2 separate regions of the Danio rerio genome follow, and region 2 is linked to region 1. A link is a contact called in public Micro-C data. All regions are on one chromosome and are shown on one strand. Each heading gives the region's core, a stretch centred on a gene start, on an enhancer-like site or on the middle of the called end of the contact. The rest is flanking DNA. Distances are from core to core; before and after follow the strand shown. Region 1 overlaps hivep3b (HIVEP zinc finger 3b). Region 2 overlaps serinc2l (serine incorporator 2, like).

Region 1 (5,864 bases), core at 967-3,466:
TTGACAGTAGTTGTTATTAATTCATTTATTCATTTTCTTAGTCCCTTTATTAATCTGGGGTCGCCACAGTGGAATAAACTGGCAACTTATCCCATATATGTATTACGCAGCGAATACCCTTCCTGCTTCAACCCATCACTGGGAAACACAGTAATCATTATAATATACATTAATCAAATAAAGAAATAAAAAACAAAGTTGAAGCATTTGAGGGAGTTTAGCAACAGTGCTTATTGATATAGAGAAGAACTCCTTTTAAAATGGACGTTTCTGTAGCTCCAGATCTTCCTCAATGCACATTTCATGTGGACTAAAGAAAGTTGACAATTAAAACGCAAAATAGGACCTCTTTAAATGTTGGTTTATGTAAATATTTAGTTTCATTTTGCATATTCTTGCACCAAAATGTTATTTTTGTGGATCCCAGAGTAAAACTAAACATGCATATCCAAAGTGATGTTAACTGAGACAAAAGAATATGTACAACAAATTTGTTTCCAATGTCACATCTCCTCCTACAGGACAAACCTGGTACTCAAGCAGCTCCAGATCCCTGCCTGCTTTCCCCATCCCAGCGCTTTCCTCCCTGCGAGCCTTTCCCTCCAGCTCCAGTGACTCCATGGACAGTGGACCGCATGTTTAGCCACCTTCCTTTGCACTCCCAAGATCAAGCCCGCATGCCCTATCACATGATTCCCATTGGGGGCATCCAAATGGTGCAGCTCCGACCCCCATCACGGCCCAAACTGGAACGACAGTCGTCGTCCACCCCTTCACCCACCTCTCCCAAAGAAGACTCCCCTTTTTCTCTCGCCAGAAGGGATTATCCATGGATCTCATCTTCGGAAAGCAGTCCGCAAAGAACTAAAATCCAAGATGAGGGAGCCAGTCAGTCTGACCGGTTTAGTCCCAGTACAAGCTCGGCCGTACCTAAACTCCTCTCTTTAAAGCAAGGTATAGGGGAGCAACGGACTGCCAAGGTCAGAAAGCAATATAGCGACTCGAGCTCCACCACAAAGACTCGCACTTTTGGTCCCGAAGCATCAAGGAAAACTGCAGCAGACAGCGATGAAGGAGCCCAGAGGATCTCGCAGGGGGAAGAAGCGAGTTCCTCAGGTGAAAGCAGACTGCTACGTGGGACAGAAAAGCCTGTAGCGGCGCCACTCAGGGGACGTGGCTCTTCTGCAGAAGGATCTGACGCTGATCCAGATAGCACTTAAAAACCTCTGTGCACAATGGTGAAATGCTTTCTACTGCTAATACTACTATTGTTTTGTTTTTGTAATGCGCTTATTTTTTATATACACAATTTTCAATACTCTTGGTAACTTGGTAAATGTTTGTTCTGCAATATTCAAGATTGTAATATGATGCACTTTTTTTTTTCTTGGAAAAATATTTCTGTAAATCGATTACGTCTGTCCCTCCTATAATCTTTATTGACATTGCAATCTTAATATATCTATTTGAATATGTATATGTAAAAACAAACCGAAAACCTTGTACTTGTAAAACATTAAGTATGGATATGTTTCTAAATGACCAAGATGAAAACTTCAATTGAGTAATTCCAATATTTCGTCTCTTGTCCAGTATTGCGCAAATTCTAGTGATGTGTGCCTTTTCTGTCCAGATTTACTGCTTGAAGTGTCAAAGATAAAAAGGCTGTGAATTCTTTTCATGAATATAGATTTTTATTTGAGCTGGTGTTTGAAGAAGCGGTAAGGTTTTCTTTGTACGTTAGGGTAAACGAGACAGGCATTGTGCTGTTTAATAGACAAGAGACGAAGGTTTAGGTGATGAGCCTTGCAGGGAAATTGCACTGAAGTCATATTTTTTATAATACATAAGATGAAAATGATTAGATAAGTGTCTCTGTACAGATAGAAAGTCTATGGTCCATATTTATTGCCATGTGAAAATATGAAAATGTTTTGTTTACTTTGGTTTTTCAAAGGGATTTCTATTGTCGTTTTTATTATTATTCTTTACACTTTCTGTTTATAGTTGCGTTTCTTTTTTTAGTTGTGACCTTAAGACTTGAAATGAAGAAACTGGACAGGCTTACAGTGAACTCCAAAATTTGTCACAGACATTTTGCATTTCTGAACCAATAAAGGTACACCAGGAATTACTAAAACTGCTTGTGGTGGTGTGCTGTGATTGATGACCAGCAGATGGTGCAGTGTGTTCATTCATGCCTCTTTGATTCCAGTTTTCTAGCTCTCCCACAGGGACCCGAGCAGGTGGACTGATGTGAGCTGTGTGGGAGGCATTCATGGCCTGTGCAAAACAGCTTTTATAGTTTCCGGGAGAAAAAGATTGCAGCATAGAGTCAATTATCTGGGCTTCCGCAAGAATTTCTGTTCCCCTGTGAAAAAACAAAACAAAACATGTGAGTCTAAGACGTGGCAGATCATCTGTTCGCTTCCGAAAGCCAGTTTGTCCATAGCTGTTTCGTAAGTGTCTTTTTTTAGTTCAATCTTCTTGGAACATTTCATTATTCATATGGAGTTTCTCAGCTGGTTCTCTCATTTCATTAAACGCTTTATCTCAAAAGATTCAGGAACAAATTTTACTACCGACACAAACGTAGGTTAAAAGACATGTTATTCATAATGAATTTAGTGCAGATCATCTTATATTAGATTATAACCTTTAATCAATTACCCATATAGACTAGTACTATACATGCACTAGGGATTCCCAAACTTTTCAGCCAACGAGCCCCAAAGTTACAGTGCTAGTCACTTGCGACCCTTAATATCCTCTAAGTCTATAAACCTTGCACACATTAGTCTATTCATTAGGGATGTCCCGATCAGGTTTATTTGCCCTTGAGTCTGAGTCATTTAAATTTGAGTATTTACTGATACTGAAACCCGATCCGATGCTTTTATAATACATTCAAAAAAATGTCTTTCAAAAAAAGAGTAGGGGTATATCATGGCCTCCTTATTGTCTCTATACCATCATTAGCTTCATCAATCCTCCTCTCCACCAATCAGCTGGTGTGTGGTGTGAGGTCTGGCATAATATGACTGCCGATGCGTCATCCATGTGGATGCCTTACACTGGTGGTGGATAAGGAGATTCCCCCCATTGTGTAAAGCACTTTGAGTGTTTAGAAAAGTGCTGTATAAATGTAAGGAATTAATATTATCACAGTAAACATAAGAAATCCAGGGTTTTCTACAAAGGTGAATGACAGCTCACTCATTGTGATTACTTGTGCTATGTTGGCTGTGATGTACTATGCTTTTGTAACCCCGCCGGTCTTACACCATCCAACCCACTTCGAGCTGGGATCGAGCCGGCGACTTTCCGCATGGGAGTCGGTTGCTCTACAGAGGAGGCTAAAGACCATGGCCTCTAGCATCTTTTCGCTAGAGCACCTTTAGAGGTCAGAGGAGTGAGGTATACCTGCACAGCACTCACTAGCTGGCCTCCGTTACACTCACCCCCCTAAACCTTACTCCCATCCGGGTCATGGCACCAATGTAACCCCACCGGTCCTATGCCACCCAACCCGCTCCGAGCTGGTATCGAACCGGCAACCTTCCGCATGGGAGTCGGTTGCTCTACCAAAGAGGTTAAAAACCCTGGCCTCTAGCGTCTGTCGCTAGAGCACCTTTAGAGGTCAGAGGAGTAAGGTTTACACTTTTGCGCTGTCACAGGGCATTTTTCTCTTCTCCTCAAACTCTCCTGCATTGATTGGGTTGTAGGGATGTAACGGTATTGTACCGTCATACCGCAATATTATTTTTTTCCGATATTACCGAAGTCGCATGACTCGGTAAAACTATAGGTCTTCTGAGAAAATTTGCTCAGGCGAATGAAGCGAACGGGAGGTAGCGAAAACTACAATTGCCATCAGCCCATGCTTGACCATCATCCCTTGCGGTCTGTTGTCGCTACAGATCCAGTAATGCGGAAATGGAGTGTGCTGCTAGAAGCGGGGATGAAAAGAGCTGGAAAACTCTAAAGCAGGTCGCACACCAGAAGCGGCGCTCGGCGGCGCGCCGCACAGCGCCACGCAGCGCCATGTATTTTAGAATTCTAAACATAGGTTTCTATCAGGATACACACACCGGCGCCGCAAGTCGGCGGCGCCCGGCGACGGCTCAGGACGCAGTTCATTTTTCAGCCGCGCCACAGAGCGCCATCTGATTAGTTTCATGTTAAATATCATTCGAATGAGCGCGTCTGGTGTGTGATACTTATAAACTGTCATGTACATCTGAAAACGGAAGCGGGGCTGCAGACATTCGCCTCTCTGATTGGGGCTTTTCCTGAATATTAAGTAGCCTAACACGCACAGTTCAGTCCTGCATAATCTCCGTGTAAGTTCAGACTTCGCAAGTTTGATCAAGGCTGCAGTCTCTTCTTCTCAGTTTGATATGGAAAAGCAGATTATACCGAGGACACGGGTAAATCTTCAAAGGGAACAGTGTACTTTATAACTTCATTCACATCACCCTGGCTTCGTTGTTTCACTTTCTCAACAATAAAATGTAAACATGATTTAAGGAACTGCCTATTTTCATTTTAATATTAGCAACTTAGACAGCAGACATGTTGAGGCGTCGTGCTGCATAAGATGAGCGTCATCTTCACTGTGTGGATATTTATAACAAAACGGAGCCGATAAAAACACTTCCTCCTTTCAATTTCAGTGAAAATACGAAACACAGCCTCTCTTTTGCTGAGTATCAGTTTTAAGAATCGATAATGGCCATTTTAAAAGTATAACATACAATAAGTTTATACATTATAGGAAATAAAGGCAAGCGATCAGTCAATATACAGAATGGACGTGCTTCCATTAATCATTAACTTATCTTTGCGCTCAGCCAAAACACGTTACCTGAGAACAAGTAATAGATTCCAATGCCCAAAGTCAGGGAATATGTCGTTAGATAAAGACAACAAGATAAATGAAATATCCCGTTTAATAAATATAGTGAGATTAGATCCAGCGGGAGATGCTTGATGAGAAGTCCGACTAGCAGAGCTCTCATCTGGGTAGATGGGCTGAGTGTGATTAAATGTTGAATGTGATGAGTTTTCAACAATACTAAATTGAAACTTTATTTTTTTACATGGTTTAATAATTTTTTGTTATTAAAATTGAAGTTCCTGTTTCAAAGCTTACAGATAGATGATAATTTGTATGTCATTGACACTTTTGGCACTTTTTTGGAGTATTTTCACAAGTTTTGTTTTTTCCTGTAAATGATTCAATAAATACCGTACCGTGACATTCATACCGAGGTATTACCGTACCGTGAAATTCTGATACCGTTACATCCCTATTGGGTTGCATAGGTAAACTCACTGTATTGTGCCTGGTGTTTGTTTTTGAGGTGCCTTATCAGGGTTGTTGTAAACGTAACCTGCTGCTGCCATGTTCTACTTTGGTGACATTTAAGAAAGAGGAAAGAGAAAAAAAAAGAGGTCTAACTCTGTGCCACCAAATAACTATAGATGTGTTCAAAATATTAAAAACACACATATATATTTTAGTCCTGATTGGGAGGTCCTATTCTGATCCAGTCTGAAACCTTGTGATCAGGCCCAATTTTTATTAACGTGATCGGATCTGTGCATACTATTCATCATTTAATTTGGAGAACACCACTTGGAGAACATCCTTCATCTTCAGTTGTGGCCTGTATTTATTTTTAATGTATGTGAGTGCCGTAAAGTAGTCTGAAAGTTTGACCTGGTGCTGTAAAATGTGCTGCATCTGAGTCTTCAATATGACATAGTCACGCCAGAGGTCACGAAAAAATCGAAAGGCTGATGACTTTTTAAATGCATGTTGTTTCGATTTTTAACAATCTCCAGTATTGCGACACCCT
Region 2 (5,864 bases), core at 2,078-4,577, 130 kb before region 1:
AAAAACACACAAGCAAACATAATTAATATATGTGGTACTTGATGATATGTTGAGGTCTAATGAAATGAAACAATGAGTCTTTTCAATAAACATTATTTACTACATTATTACCTTCAATAAACAGCATGGATGACCTGCGAGAGAGTAAATGAACAAAAAATGTTCATTTCTGGCTGAACTATCCATTTAACAGTTCAGTGCTGCATAATATGTTAATAATTGGTCTTTTTAATGGGTAGACATTTCTGAAAAATGGGTCGTTAGTCCTTCTGCCTGTGAAACTTTCCCTCCGTTTTTCACTAATAATATTTTTAGTTTGTTTATTTGTAGCTATTCTTGTAAAGATGCTGGATTAAAATGACATAATTTGTGATTCATTCAGTTTACATTTTTGAAACACCGTTTTTGTAAGTAAAGTGTAACAAAGTTGACAAGTTTCATAACTCCAAATATTGTACTCGAGTCATTCGGTATTGCCTGTGCTTTTCTTGTAGTGTTGGAAGAAACTGTTATGTGGTATTAAGTATGAAATGTATATATTAAATATATTTGATCTTCCCCCAAAGTAACACAAGCACGAGGGTTTATTATTAGGAACAACATGCAAGATTAGTAAATTCTTCATGTGCCTTTCTGCGATAACCCGTCTTATCAAACGCAAGCAGGTTTATTTCAGACCTGTGACGAAGTGCCTTTGCTGATTTATAACATATATTTCATTACCATGCATAATATTACTTTCAATTGTTTCTGTGGATATGCTGTATTTTAGTGATCTGGTGTTGTTTGATTTGTGTAAATGCTGTATATTTCAATAAACTCATATAAAGGGTTGGTTTGTCATAATCGAGTTCTTAAAAAGCTACAATATTGATGTGACTGCTAATTTAAATGTCATTTATATTTTGGTTATATTATAATAAGTGTTTGATCTTTCTTTGATCTGAACACACATTAAGATTATAAAGTGATAAATCTTCATTTTAAAATATTAAAGCATTTAAAATATCAATAAATTAAACATGACTTTATGAAGTATAAATCAATGGATTTATTATAATACGTAGTATTATATTGTTTTATGTTAAACATATTTGTTTGTCTGTTTTCTTGTCTGTCTTCCTATTCATCCATTTTATCTGTCTGTCTGTCTCTTTGCATTCTCATCTATCTGTCTGTCTGTCTATTTGCCTTCTCATCCATCTATCCATTTACACTTACATTTAGTCATTTAGCAGACGCTTTTATCCAAAGCGACTTACAAATGAGGACAAGGAAGCAACTTAAGCAACTGTAAGAGCAACAATGAATAAGTGCTATAGGCAAGTTTCAGGTCTGTAAAGTCTAAGAAGGAAAGTATTAGTAATTTTTTTTGGGTACAGTTAGTGTGATATCCAGAGAGGCAATTGCAGATTAGGAAGTGTAGTGGAGACTAAATAGTTGAGTTTTTAGTCGTTTCTTGAAAATAGCGAGTGACTCTGCCATTCTGATGTAGTTAGGGAGTTCATTCCACCAACTGGGCAGATTGAGCGTGAGCGAAAGTGATTTCTTCCCTCTTTGGGATGGAACCACGAGGCGACGTTCATTCACAGGACGCAAGTTTCTGGAGGGCACATAGATCTGCAGAAGTGAGAGCAGATAAGGAGCAAGGCCTGAAGTCGCTTTGTAGGCAAACATCAGAGCTTTGAATTTGATGCGAGCAGCAACTGGCAGCCAGTGCAAACGGACTAGCAGCGGAGTGACATGTGCTCGTTTAGGTTCATTGAAGACCACTCATGCTGCTGCGTTCTGGAGCAGCTGAAAGCATCTCGTCTATCTGTCTCTTTGCCCTTTCGTCTCAATGTCTCTCTGTCTGTCTGTTTGTCTGTCTCTTTTCCTTCTCATCCATCTATCTATCTATCTATCTATCTATCTATCTATCTATCTATCTATCTATCTATCTATCTATCTATCTATCTATTTCTCTGTCTATCTCTCTGTCTGTCATCCATCCATCCATCTATCTATCCATCCATCTTATCTGTCTGTCTCTTTGCCTTCTCATCTGTCTGTCTGTCTGTCTATTTGCTTTCTCTATCTGTCTGTCTTGCTGTCTGACTATCTGGCTGGCCGGCTGTCTATTTGCCTGCTCATCTGTCTATTTATCTGTCTGTCTATCTGACTATTTGCCTTCCCATCCATCCATCCATCTATCGTAAAAGCCCAACAAAAATATTCCTCAATGACGTCTGACACAGAAGAATGAAGAGGTTGTATTTATATTTGCTGTCTGCCCACCAGGTGGAACTGTTGTGCTGCCGATTTAATCTTTCATATCATTCAGATATGAGAATTTCTTAATAATCAGAATATTCATTTCTTAAAATAGATGCCATCTTTGATAAATCAGTGTAGCCTTTTGGTACTCGATGCTTCTCCAGGCATGCAATTTTATATAAGCAGCTCTCGTCAGATTATAATAATTGTTTGTACCTCCACCAAAGTGTTTTATTTTTCCTTTTCACCATATATTGCACAGCACAGTAAAAATATGGTTTTATTTTCAGAAATAAGTCAAAATTAAATGAGTTCTCTTTAAAACAAGCTAAATGATCTGCCAATGGGTAATTAAAACAAACTTATTTCTCACCATAATTATTTGAATTATTATTATTATTATAATTATTATAATTTTTTTATTATTAGTTGCATTACCATTATCATTCGAGTCCTGGCTGGACCAGTTGGTGTTTATGTGTGTATTTTGCATGTTCTCCCCGTGTTGGCGTGGGTTTCCTCTGGGTGCTCCAGTTTCCCCCTAAGTTTAAATGTATGCAATATGGGTACATTCGTTTAGCTGAATGTTTGTGCGTAGTGTGTGTGGGTTTTTCCCAATACTGGGTTGCATTTGCAAGGCCATCTGCTGCGTAAACGTATGCTGGAATAGTTGGCAGTTCATTCCACTGTGGCGACCTCTGAAATAGAGACTAAGCTGAAGGATAATGAATGAATGTTTGTCCTTTTTTTGAGGGCCTTAAACTGGCCTTATGAATCATAAAACCCTGTTCTAGTTACGAGAATATTATCACACTCTCATGTAGCCTACAAAAGAGAGAGAGAAAAAAAGGAAAAAATTACTTTGCTATTGCCAAAGAAAACAAACAAAACAAAAAGCTTTGAAATTGATTTCAAAATATCTTCACCAATTGGGAAAGCAAAGCGTGTTTTAGGAATTTTTTTTTCAGAGATGGAGATGTTTTGAGTGGAAGGTATTGAACCCTGAGTGCTTTGAGCCCTGCAAATCAGGCCCTTCTTCTCAAATGTGCTTTATCAGTTGGCAGCTTGACTAAGAGTAGATAACGCCTGCTTATGCAATGCTGTTTTGCTAATAGTGTAGATCTGTTTCTGCACACTTGTGTAACACTGGAGTAGAAAATGTTTGAGCTGTGCATCTGTTGGTCAGGGCTTTACCAATGTCTCTGTGTGTTTTTTTTTTTTTTGTTTGTTTTTTCAGATCCAGGTGTATGTGCTTGCATGTGCTTTATATGGCTATAGGATGTTTCATGTGGATTAAATATTGAATGACATAATTTGAAACATTTATTAATGTTAGGAGTATTTAATGATGTTTTATTGCATTAAAAAAAATCTAAAAGTCTAATAACTCAGAGGAAAGGCAGAATTGTGAAAGCCTTTGAGGGTTTAAGGATCTGGATTTTAAGGGGGGAAAAAATCTGAATTGTGAGATAAACTAAGAAGTTGATTTTGAACAAGTTGCAATTCTCAAGGGGGGAAAGTTCTTTTTTTCTTGGTTGAGTAAAAAATAGTCAACATTTTAAGAGTATTTTTTTTTATCCTGTGGCAGAAAGTAATTTAGTAATTTTTAAAAAGTTTACATTTTCAGGTAAAAAAGTACTTTTTTTCTCAATTGTGAAAAAAATCTGAATATCAAGAGTAATTAGCTTTATTTGTCCTCTTTTAAAGCACATGTGTCAAAGTCAGTTCCCGGAGAGCTACAGCTCTGCACCATTTAGTTCCAACCCTAATTAAACACACCTAATCAAACTTTTTGAGTGCTTTAGGAGAATACCAACCGGAATTGTGTTTGACACCCCTCTTTTAAAGCCTTACATCAGGGATGTCCAAACTTGGTCCTGGAGGACCGGTGTCCTGCAAAGTTTAGCTTCAACTTACTACTTCAACACACCTGACTAGCCCTTCAGGACCGAGTTTGGACACCCCTGCCTTACATTTTCAACTGGAGATGTGCATGATACTATTTTTTTTTTTAAGAAAAATACACTACATACAAAACTTTGGGGTCAGTACGATTTTAAATGTTTTAAAATAAGCTTCTCCTGCTCACCAAGACTGCACTTATTTCATCAAAAACTAGAACAAATTGTAAAATTGTGAAATGTTATTACGCTATAAAATAACTGTTTATCATTTGATTTAATCATTTATTCCAGTGATTTTAAAGATGAATTTTCAGCTTCATTACTCCAGTCTTCAGAGTCACATGATTCTTCAGAAATCATCCTTACATTAGTTGTTATTATTATTATTATTAATATTATTAATAATAATGGTAATAGTAATAAAAGCAATAATGACTGGAATAATCATTTAATTTGAAACTACATACAGTAAGAAAGTAGTGTTGGAGCCATTTCTGTCTTTTATTGTTATTATGTTTGGATTAAATAGGTTGATTGGATGAAATGATTACTATTAAGTTTACATTTGATAATTATTGTATTCATGTTGGAGTATTTGCTTTATTGTTTTTCATTTTGTAAATGAAGACTTTTTATTCTGTCGATGCAAATTGGGATTTGAAGCAGCCAGGTAGTAGGTGGGGTAGTAAGGGAAGAGGAAACAATTTTCAGACCATGAGTTTGTATGTAGTGACGGGTGCTACTGAGAAACAATGGACCTATTTTACTGATTTGACGGCACAAGATGTGATAAAAAAAAAAAAAAACAATGAAAAAAGCTTTCATAACAGACCCGCGCTTCACTATTTACCTTTATCAAGATAACGGCTTAAATTAAAAAATGTCGCTACAAGTAGTTATTAAAATTGTAAAAAATATTTAACAATTTAAAAAAATATTTTGAACATTTAATAAATGGCACCTTGATGAACAGAATAATTTTCTCAAAAAAAAAAAAGTTTAGTTCCAACCCTTATTAAACACACCTGACCAAACTAATTGAGTCCTTCAGGCTTGTTTGAAACCTACAGGTAAAGCTGCGGTCACACCAGAGTTTGAGTTTGTGAAATTCTGTCATACAGCTCTGCGAAAAGGGGCGTGAATAAACAAGATGATTAGACATTTAAAAAGCAAGCGATTGCTCCATATTTTATTTTTTGTTCAGAGAGGTCATGTTTTGATCCTCGATTGGTCTCACGCAGTGTAGTGATGCGATTTCGCAGGTCAGAGTTCACCAAGCTCGAACTTTGCACCGCAGCAACCTGTGAAACTTGACGCATGACCCTGCGTTTCCGGTCTGACACATTCGCGTGCATATGAATGGAAGTCTATGGGAGGAAAAGCCCATGACCGCAGATTTAGTGTGTTGGAGCATGGTTGGAACTAAACTGTGCAAGGCTGCGGCCCACCAGCAATTGAGTTTGGCATCCCTGGTAAATATATTTATAAAAAAACGCAACATTTTCTTAAAAGATTCTAATTTAATTTAAAGACATTTTGTGTGAACATTGACTAATGAATCATCTGCAAACTGACTTTGACTGTCAAACGTTTTGACTCCCAAAGACACCCCCACCTTTCATAATCAAATCAGTTTTAGATTCCCGATCAATTATTATGATTTTTTTTATTTATTTATTTATTTTTTTTTTTGCTATGATACTA

Evidence for each region. Hi-C and Micro-C count contacts between places; a contact is called where the count stands out from the background.
Region 2: a contact with region 1 is called in a Micro-C map of caudal fin, with 3 times the contacts expected there. The contact joins two enhancer-like sites. A contact is called at or near these places in 2 of 18 Hi-C or Micro-C datasets (caudal fin and an unstated tissue) and 1 of 4 datasets of contacts at active chromatin or transcription factors (caudal fin).

What each region holds. Positions count from the first base shown.
Region 1 is chr16:37,548,688-37,554,551 of GRCz12tu, reverse strand. hivep3b (HIVEP zinc finger 3b) reads left to right here. Exons shown (of 8, transcript XR_012392246.1): 8 at 522-2,140. It overlaps LOC137487931 (a long non-coding RNA gene), which reads right to left. Exons shown (of 3, transcript XR_011006752.2): 3 at 1-2,371. Among named protein-coding and RNA genes, the nearest start is that of phactr4b, 35 kb to the right of the region's middle. Within about 2 kb of position 2,216, at least 5 of the 62 cell types and tissues checked have an H3K27ac peak or open chromatin away from gene starts, as enhancers often do.
Region 2 is chr16:37,679,679-37,685,542 of GRCz12tu, reverse strand. serinc2l (serine incorporator 2, like) reads left to right here. Exons shown (of 10, transcript XM_009292505.5): 10 at 1-832. Among named protein-coding and RNA genes, the nearest start is that of hivep3b, 26 kb to the right of the region's middle. Within about 2 kb of position 3,327, at least 14 of the 62 cell types and tissues checked have an H3K27ac peak or open chromatin away from gene starts, as enhancers often do.